2 separate regions of the Hordeum vulgare genome follow, and region 2 is linked to region 1. The links are chromatin contacts, called in public HiChIP or PLAC-seq maps. All regions are on one chromosome and are shown on one strand. Each heading gives the region's core, a stretch centred on a gene start, on an enhancer-like site or on the middle of the called end of the contact. The rest is flanking DNA. Distances are from core to core; before and after follow the strand shown. Region 1 holds the start of LOC123447545 (protein FAR1-RELATED SEQUENCE 3-like). Region 2 holds the start of LOC123447597 (general transcription factor IIF subunit 2).

Region 1 (4,633 bases), core at 1,711-4,210:
CGTGGGTGCCAGGTTCAGCTAGCACTTCGAAAGAGTTTCTGTCAAACTCCGGGTTCTTGTAGTTGAAGACCTTTTCAAGTCTGTAAGCCGATCCTCCTCGTATCTCATAAGCGTTGAGCGCCGTAGAACAGTATAGCTCTTTCTGTACTCTCAGAAATATTTGCCTCGTGTATATGCGCGCTGCATGCCTTTCTATTGGCTGCATGGAGAAGTATGCCGGTTCAGTTGCTGGCTGCAATGTATCCTCTTCCTCTGTTTTCACTATGCTCTCTTGTATTCTCTCGTATTGCTCGATAAACTTCTCGACACTGTCCTGAAGAAGCACATTGTCTTTGAATAATAAGTTTGTCCTCTCAACATGTCCAGCTGACTCGACAAATGGATAGAAATCTGCTTGGAAATAGATAGGCACCCAGCGTTTCCTAATTTTCCACATCAGTCGGAGGTACTCATTTTCACTTGCATCGTATCTTTCAATGAGCACAGCCCAACCTTCTTCAAATTCCTTTTCTGTCAGTGAGTTGTCTACCAAGCCATGCAGCTCTGCATTCATGTTGCCCCTTGCTGCCATGAAGGCTCCTAGCATTTCCTGTGCTTTTCGCATCACACTGAACTTGCAAAGCCTGGGCCTTACTTGTGGCATGACCTCTGCAATTGCTTTCACCATACCTTCATCTTGGTCGATTATGATTGTTTTTGGCAGTTTCCCTCCCATCACATGCAAGAAAGTTTGGAACATCCATTTGAAGGTTTCAGCTTTCTGATCTTGTAGCAAGGCACATCCAAACACAAGGATTCTCCCATGATTATTCATTCCAATGATAGGGGTGAAAGGCATATTATGCCTATTAGTGCTATAGGTAGTGCTAAACGATATGAAATCCCCAAAAATCTCATAATCTAGTTTCGACCTTGCATCAGTCCAGAAAAGACTCCTAACTATGTTATCTTCATCTTTTTGCATGGTGTAGGAAAATCCTAGGTTCCGCAGCTCCAGTTCTTTGAAGCGCTTCAATGCGGTTTCAACATCTGAATTTTCTTTTCTCCATTGGTCTACACACTGTGAATTGCTCGTATCTTTCTCTTTTGATGATGATACATTTCCAAAGTTGCTTCTCATTCTCTGGAAAATATTCATAGCTTTCCTTGGATTTACCCTACTTTGTTGCAGAACTCTTAGAAATAACTTCTCTTCACTTGACAAGTATTTGTGATCCAAAAAGAAACTCGTGAGCGATGGGGATGGACATAATGGATGATTGTGCTCGTGCTTAACTCCTGTGAACTCCCATTGCTCGTTATGGAGCTTCACTATCACCTTTGCTTGGCACTGTGAGCCCAAAACATTAACCTTCCTCTTCCTCTGCAGGTCCTGAGCTGGTTTTAATTTACCACTTCTGTTGCATAGTAGGTGAAACTTCTTTCTCTTGTAATTAGTTCCCCTCCTTGCTGCAAAACCAGTTAGCAGAGCATGTGTGCTATAGAAACGTTCTGCATCTTCAAGGGTAGGAAATTTCATTCCAACTTCCGGTGGTCTTGAATTCTCCAATGCCTCGATACTAGGGTAAAAACATTTTCCTAGTTCAGTATCTAACTCACTCCCAGAGCTGCTACCTGAATCGCTTCCACTGCTTGTATCATTGCTAGACAAATCATGCCCTTCTGTAACACCAAGTAATTGGTCTTGTCCTTCAGCGCTCTGCACTGCAGGGTCCGCCGAGTTGGTTTGTTTATGCAACATATCTGCCAACAGTCCTTGCACAGTTGTGCCAATGCCATTTGATGCATTTTCCTGCAGGCAAGAGAACAATCAATCTCTGTTAAGCCACAAGTAATGTCGTATTAAATTCCACTTGTTTGACAGAGAAGCAGTACTTGTTATGTTTCATTTGGTTTATGTACCTGATTAATTTGACCAATCGGCTGCAGACCTCCTTCGGGGTTTGCTTGTTCGCCGACGTGTTCCTGCGCAAGTAATCATTTATTCCCTAGTAAAACCAAGCATGATGGCATTCTCAAAGATGTAGTCAGCACAGTAGTGATGTTTTTTATTAAGGGAAATGGGTCAAAGGGAAGGTCCTCCCCGGTTTCTACCACCAGAAACCCGTAACGTTACCAACCACATGTGCTGAGCAGAGGCTCAACCGCAAAAGGAAAACACAATAATTTCGCCGAATACCGGAATCAGTTACTGGCAAACGCCATTGTTTCCCCCGTCAATTTACTGTCATGTGAAATGTGATACATGCTGCGAGAGCAATTCACCGTTTGTTTCCGATGACTGTGTATTTCTCTTGCAGCATATCATCAACAGAGGAACGCACATTGTGAGCAGACGCGTGCAAGCGATGATACCTTTTCCACGCGCAGCCCTGCTGCTCCTGGGTGGCTCGGCTCTACGGCCCGGTCCGGATAGGTCATCATCACAACCTGCGCCAATTTCGTGGAAGTTCATTTCCAACTGTGGTGGATACACGCACATACAGTCCAGGATTCCAGGCGAGGTACACACACACAAAAAAAAAAAATCCCCCCAGACAAACTTGATTGGTGACTGCGCATACTTGTTCGAAATTGGTTGCGGGAACAGGTCCCCCGAGGTCACCTGCTGCCTGCATCTGCGCATCGGCGGCGGCTCGCTGTTCCTGATTTGGGGGATTTGGCACCTGAAAAGAAAGAAAAGAAGCTGGTAAATATCGGCCGCCGCGCCGGCGCCGTGGTGGCTGTGCGGAGAAGAGGGAGAAGGAGGGGGGAGATCGAGATCCTCGAGGGGAGGCGAGACGAGAGGGATTGGCGCTGGACCTGTGCGTAGTCTGAGCGGCTGCGACCTGCGAGGGGACGAGCGGAGATGGAAAACGGCTGCGGGAGGGGAGGTGCGACGGACGGCCGGCCGGCCGCTGGATTGAGAATCGGATGGGAGGGAAGGAGGGGGAGAGAGAGAACAGTTCCAGGGGGGAGGATCGAGTGCGGCCCGTGTATATGCGGTGAACGTCCGCCCATTAGCTCGCATTTTCTTTCTTTTCGGGGGTTAATTAATGGCGGCCGCTACAAATCAATCGGAAGAAATCATCCGCCTGCCCAGCCGTCAGATCAACGCGCTGGTGGCCACTAGATTCAGCAACGCTATGACAACAGATCAGCTTTAATGCAATGGGGTGCCAATTTCATTGCAACACACGACGCAACGCAACCATAGCTCCAATGCGGCGTCGACAACATCTGGTGAAGCTTCATTGTAGCTCCGGCGAAGCTGCAACGCAGCAGCTACGGCGTTTTGCGATGCTCCATTACAACTCCGGTGAAGCTCCATTGCAGCGCCACCAACTGCATCGCACGTTCGGGCCGCCTGTGAAAGACGGCAACAACAGGGCACTGCGACGTCGATGGGTGATGCAACACAGCATGCGCCGGCACTGGCGAACGTGAATGTAGCGATGCGGGTTTAGGCCGACGACGAGCTCCTTTCCTGCTTGCATCAATGGCAGCCGCAACCATGGCGGGATTGCAGCAGCAGGGTGCCCGATGAGGCAGAGTAGCAGCATGCGGCCGTCGGCGACGGTCCCTCCCGGTTCCTAGGTGTGGTGATTGGTGGTACTCGTCATGGGTTTGATGGCCTCTCCTCTGTCATTGACGAACAAAAAAGAAAGGGGAAAAGGGAGAAAGCGAGTGGAGAAGAAAGATAGCGAGGAGATAAGCTTGGAGCGGTGGGTGGACTCACACGGACACGTGTTGCACACAGGAGACGGCTTAAGAGTGGAAGAAATCATCCACCTAATTTAAATCGTTTTTCTTAATTAATACTCCCTCGGTATCAAAATATAAATATAAGTCACTACTTGACACTACGACAGTGTCCAAAAAGTCATATATACACAGAGAGTAACGATTGATTATTTTCCTTTTCACTAGCTGGCGTGCAAAGTGGTCGGTTTAAAAATTCATCGGTACACTTGATAGGATGGCGGACGCGGTAAAAACTCGAAAGTACGAGAGAGAGAGAGAGAGATCGAATTACCCGGGTTTAGACCCTTGTATTAAAGTAATACCTTGCATCATGCTTCTGATTTGTATTCCTGGTAGAGCACCTCGTGTGAGGGGGTTACCATGAAACTATGTATTTGACTATCAAAGGTATTTTTCTAAATTACTACTCAGAGTTGAGTCTACATTGTAGATGGGAATGGCTAACTCTAGCTCCGCCTTATCTTTACCTTAATAATAAAGAGGCTATCGCTTTCGTCGGAAAACCCATCGAGGTGATTTTACAAAAAAGCCCTTACTGTTTATGACATTAAACTCGTAGTATATATTAAATATTTTTTTTAAATACTCATATCTTTTAAACCGTAACTCCAAATTTAACATATTATACATGGACTTTGATTAGAAAAATATGTAGAATTTAAATATGATATTATTTTATCTGTTAAACGTTTAATAAAAATACTATCTAGGGTGCAATCTTAATAAATAAGTTATTATTCGTCTTTCTTTCATACCGGTACTCATCCGGGTTGGGAATGAACACGTCAACAAAATCAGGATTAGAGATGAAACTGAAGGTCACTTGACTGATTCTTTGTACGTATTAAATCTACATGCAAGCCGTGTTAAAATAGAAGACCTGTGAAAT
Region 2 (5,148 bases), core at 708-3,207, 400 kb before region 1:
CCACTAGTAGACTACATACGGATGTATATAGACATACTTTAGAGTGTAGATTCACTCATTTTATTTCGTATGTAGACTCCTAGCGAAATCTCTTAAAAGACTTATTATATTTAGGAATGGAGGGAGTACATGTCAAGAAAATACTAATCTTGCACATAAATGCAATCACCACCTAGCGGACTTGGACTAGCGACACATTTCTCCATATATGAAATTCAATTCACCCGACATCAAAGAGAAGCTCAAGCTCGGGAGACACCTACTGCTACAACTACTAGATACTAAATCCTGAAACTTGTGGGTTTAGAACATTGCTTAGAATATGCAGGCAGGCACAATAGGCCAACATAGACATATATATATGTGGCATTTTCTGTGCTCGCACGGTGACTTTAAGAAGAACAGGGTATCAAAATTATGAAGATGGCACAATCACTATCATTAAAATTCAACAGATGGCACAATCACTATCATCAAAATTGAAAAATCGATACAATGCCAAACTAAATCATTTAAGTCAGAAAATTGATGCATAAGTAACTGTGTGGATTCATTTCTCATGAGTACGGGTTCATTTCTCACGAGTACTGTGCAAAAGGTTTGGGACTGAAACCATTTGCAGATGTTACCAAATTCATATCGACAACTATGAATTATAGATACAACATTTGAAGCGCATGTTGTACCTCTCTTGTAGAAAATATGAAGCATGTGCGGAACATTAGAGACATAACACATCACAGAACTATAGTTCAGCATATTTGACTGTTTTGACAAGATTACTATTGCATATAAAATCAATATCTGTATTAAACCAAAAGTACATAGGCAGAACCAAAGTGCAAACCTAAACCAGGTACAACAGTCATGACAACAGAATTTCCAGGCCATTAAAATACACAGATAAGAAAAAATGCATGCACTGCGATTGATAACAAGCAGGGAATTTGTTTTGTACCTTGATTAGTCTCAGAGAAAACACACATGGGTACAAAATCCTTGAACATATTCAAGGAGTAACTCTTTGGTAGATTGCAAGTGCTAGCTACACTAGTTTGAGACATCTCCATCTTGAACTGCCATTCCAAATAAAATGTTGTAAGAACGATGAGCACCACAAGCAAGAAATAATGAGTGTGATACAGACATAGAATGAGCAACAATTAACAGTTGGGACAAAGATAGCAGTATGCCATGCAGTTCTTCAAATTAGTATCTTCAATGCACTAAGTTCAATCTGCATAAGATTTTTATGCTTTTTCATGCAGTCTTCACCAGGCTTGTTCCTAGCCTAGCTTGCAGACTCAAACAAATCCCCAAATAATATATAGAAGGCGGGTGCGGGTTGTTGTTCATGAGCACAATTGTCGCCAACCATGGTTTGTTCTCATCAAGCACCCAATGCTTCGGTACCTGATTCAAACAGGCACCTAAATGTATTCGACCATATCGTGTTACTCCATCAGTTGGGTCATCAGCTAACTATACAGCTCCCGTACCAACCTATTGGTTTCTGAACTTGAATTGAGGCGACTCTACTGAACAAATCCGCACACCAATCAAAAGAGGGGAACATCGCGGGGCGGGGCGGGGGCGGGGTGGGCTCCTTGCCTGGAGGGAAGGCTCGGCGGAGCTGAGGGGGTCGAGGGACAGCACGACCTTGGCGACGACCGGGTTAGGGTTAGCATCGCCGGAAGAGGCGGAGGCGCCCTGCCAAGCCTGGGAGACGACGGGGGGGCACTTCATGAGCCACACGGAGCGGTCCGCCCGCGCCGTCTCCAGGTACTTCGCCTCGTCGCCCATCTCTGCGCCGGCTAGCCGCCGCGGGTGGTCTCGCGATTTTGGGGTTCGTTTGGTGGCGGCGCTAGGGCGACCGGGAGGAGCGAGCGGCGCGTGATCTGACGCGGCGGAGGACGGGAAGAGACTAGTCTAGACAGGCACGTGCGGATGGCGTGAATGCGAGACGAGCAGAGGTTTTGTTAGAGCAAAAATTCTAGCACACCCCGTATCCCGACCTCACCCCGTATCCCACCCCGACCTGTAAAATAATCGTCAAAATACGGGTTGGGCCGGAAAAACCAGCCCGATCAGACCCCGCATCCCGCCCCGGTCAGTAAAAAATTTTAAGGGGCGCGGCAAAATCCCGACCCCAACCCGGGAAAACGCGGGTTTCCCCCTCGCAGCTGCGGTGCCCTGCATATAAGCGGAAGCGGTTGGTGGGGGAACATTTCATCCCGCGCTTTCTCCCACCAACCACCTTTCCTCTCCCCCCTCGCGCCGCCGCCGGCCGCCGCCCAAGATTCCGGCGACAGCAGCCGGTAGGAGCACGCCGGAAGGCCGCCACGCGCACGAGGCCTCCCCTCCCTTCCTCCCTGCGTCGGCGGGCTGCCGGATTTGCAGATCTGCGACACTTCATCGCCGGCCGCCGGTTGCTGCCCGAGGCGATGGAGTGGTTGGGGAGCCTCTCCCGCAGCCCAGGCAAGGACGCATCGCCGCATGCAGGCACGGGTTCGTCCGTCCGCCGCCACCGAAGGTTTGCGGGCATGGACTCGTCTGGCCGTCCATCGGGCTCGGCGCTCGCGCAGCGTCTTTGTGGCCTGCCGATGCCGCTCATAGAGTGCGACGACTGCCGGCGCCAAGTGCTGCGGCTCACTTCGGGCACGCCGACGCATCCCGGATGGGGTGTTCTACAAATGCGAAAACGACAGGGTACGTGCACTTCAATAGCTCGTTCCATAGCTCATTCTTTAGTTCAATTGCGGTAGCTCACTTCGAGCTTGCTCATTCTTTTGTGTAGGACGATGGATGCTTATTTTGGTTTTGGGAAGGCCAATACTTGTGGTTCTTGTTTTCTTTGGTTTTGCTATTCTAGTCAAGATTTGGTGATATCTTTTGTATCTATAATGTTGTTGCAAAAGCAAAGAAAAGCATTGTGCTAGATCAATTTAAGTTGCAAATCTAAGTTTTACGGGCCGGGAGAAGCTGCGCCAGATCAAAACCCGCAGAAGCCGACCCGTAAAAAAAGTATATTCCGCGAATATGCTTTTTTACGGGTCCATTATGCGGGGTATGCATCTGTGCCAGCCCGCGCCGGCCCGCAAAAGTGGTTTTGCGCGAACTGCAAACGCGTTTTGCGGGCCGACCGGGTGCGGGGTCTACTAGAGTTGCTCTTAGAGATCTACATCCGAACTTGCAAATCCGCCCCTCAAATGCGAGTGTATGCGGTCAATACGTATCCACCGACACTGATTTGTCACACTTTAAATAATGTGTTATATAATCGGACATCTCAGATCTCATACCTTAAATTCATACAAACCATGTAATTACTACGTCAATGCATTATACATATCGTCTGATTACTCCATCACTACTAACATTATCATCGGGCTATCAAAATTTGACATGTTTGGCCATATGGACATTAGCCACGGCTACTCTTGCCTTTCCTGGAGCACTTGTCGTCCTTCTCGCCGAAGTACCGGTTGAAGACGCGGGTACGGATCGAGCCGGATTACTCATCACTGGAGCTGTCCTCGCCGTCGATCACCTCCTCCACCTCCGTCGATGGTAGTCCCGCCATTTACCGGATCGCCCGATTCTGCTCGCGAGCGAGGGCGCACGTGTTCCTCCACTGTCGTTTCTTCAAAGTGCCGGCGCGGATGGCTTCCTTCTCTGCGGCCGCCCGTTCCGTCGCATCAATCGCCTCCGCCTCCGCCATTTCCTTCGCGAGAAAGGCCTCGGCAATCCTTATCCTCTCCTTCCCACGATGGACAACATGTGACTCGAAGTCCGCCGGAACGGCCGATGGATCCCCCATCGGGACCTCGATGATCCCGTCCCAGAGGAACTGGGCGCCTGTTGAGGGGACGCTATGGAGTCGCGGCGGGCAGATCCTATCGTCGGTCGCGTGTTGTCCTTGCGGGAGCGGCGGAGTGCAATGTTGATGTATATGCACGCTTATATTCTTGTAGACTATGTTGGGCCTCCAAGCGCAGAGGTTTGTAGGACAGCAACAATTTCCCTCAAGTGGATGACCTAAGGTTTATCGAACTCAGGGAAGTAGAGGTTGAAGATGGTCTCTCTCAAGCAACCCTGCAATTAAGAAACAAGAAGTCTCTTGTGTCCCCAACATACCTAATACAACTACCTCTCCTTTGGCGGGTTGGGGAATTGTTTCTCCGAAGGCAGTCCGCCACCCAATAACTTCCTTGGGATCTAGATTACCCGTTTTTACAAAGTTATCAAGATAGGCATCATTGACCTCTGTTGGCAGCGAGTTGCATTTCGAGATAGTGTCCATAACTACAAAAGGAAAGAGCGGGGCGGGTTGTCAGGAACTGCGGAATTACAACTCGCCAGCCAAAATGATCTACAGGGATATTCTAACTCGCCATGGCGAAAGGAGACGGGTTATGGTTCTAAAAAGGGTTTCCTTAGGGATATTTTTTTATTGGAGGACAAACATGTTTCTAATGACAAACAATAATTTACGAATCTACGCGCGTTTCCAATGGAGAAAATAACGCTAGCCGAAGGATCGAATACCGCAGAACGCAAAACAACACTGTGAAAAATGGTGCGTAAATCTATGAACAACGGATTGACAGGGAACACGGCAAGAACTACTGCGATTATCATTTCATATGTGGATCTACAATACCGCATCCAGATGGGCTAAGAAGCAAGGGGATGCTGCGTTCATGGAGTTTTGATGCTGATCTAAGAGGTGCGAAGGTTCGGATCTACTCCTAATGGGAGGAGGAGATTTACGTGAAGGAAGAAGAAGATGCCGGATGAGGATCGAGGAAGTCCTGCGACGGCTGCCGCACCCTCGACTGGCTCGGGAAGCAGCTGGACGGCGATGACCTGCGACGGAGCTTGAGCGGTGACGAGATGGTCGAGGTATGGCTGGGGAAGACGATGCGTCTGAAAGGAGGAAGTGGGGGTAGGTGGCGTTGCCCTCCCACTCCCCCGCGGCTATTTAAAGGCCCAAGGAAAGACAAGAAATGGCAGGCGCGGGAATCGAGGCGACTGATTGAAAATTGGAGACGATGGCGCCTAGATTTTTGGGATGACAGGATAAGGACGAAAAAGGATCCGTTGGGAAGTGATGTCACCAGAATTCCTGGAATAGTGGAGAAGGTG

What was found. HiChIP or PLAC-seq counts read pairs in DNA pulled down with a chosen protein or histone mark.
Region 2: a contact with region 1 is called in an H3K4me3 HiChIP or PLAC-seq map of embryo, with 5 times the contacts expected there. The contact joins the promoter of LOC123447597 here to the promoter of LOC123447545 in region 1. A contact is called at or near these places in 1 of 6 Hi-C or Micro-C datasets (seedling) and 1 of 1 datasets of contacts at active chromatin or transcription factors (embryo).

What each region holds. Positions count from the first base shown.
Region 1 is chr1H:481,466,524-481,471,156 of MorexV3_pseudomolecules_assembly, reverse strand. It overlaps LOC123447545 (protein FAR1-RELATED SEQUENCE 3-like), which reads right to left and starts at 2,960. Exons shown (of 5, transcript XM_045124154.1): 1 at 2,803-2,960; 2 at 2,565-2,666; 3 at 2,356-2,430; 4 at 1,903-1,965; 5 at 1-1,792. The coding sequence starts at 2,618.
Region 2 is chr1H:481,869,067-481,874,214 of MorexV3_pseudomolecules_assembly, reverse strand. LOC123447597 (general transcription factor IIF subunit 2) reads right to left here and starts at 1,957. Exons shown (of 6, transcript XM_045124209.1): 1 at 1,612-1,957; 2 at 959-1,076. The coding sequence starts at 1,803.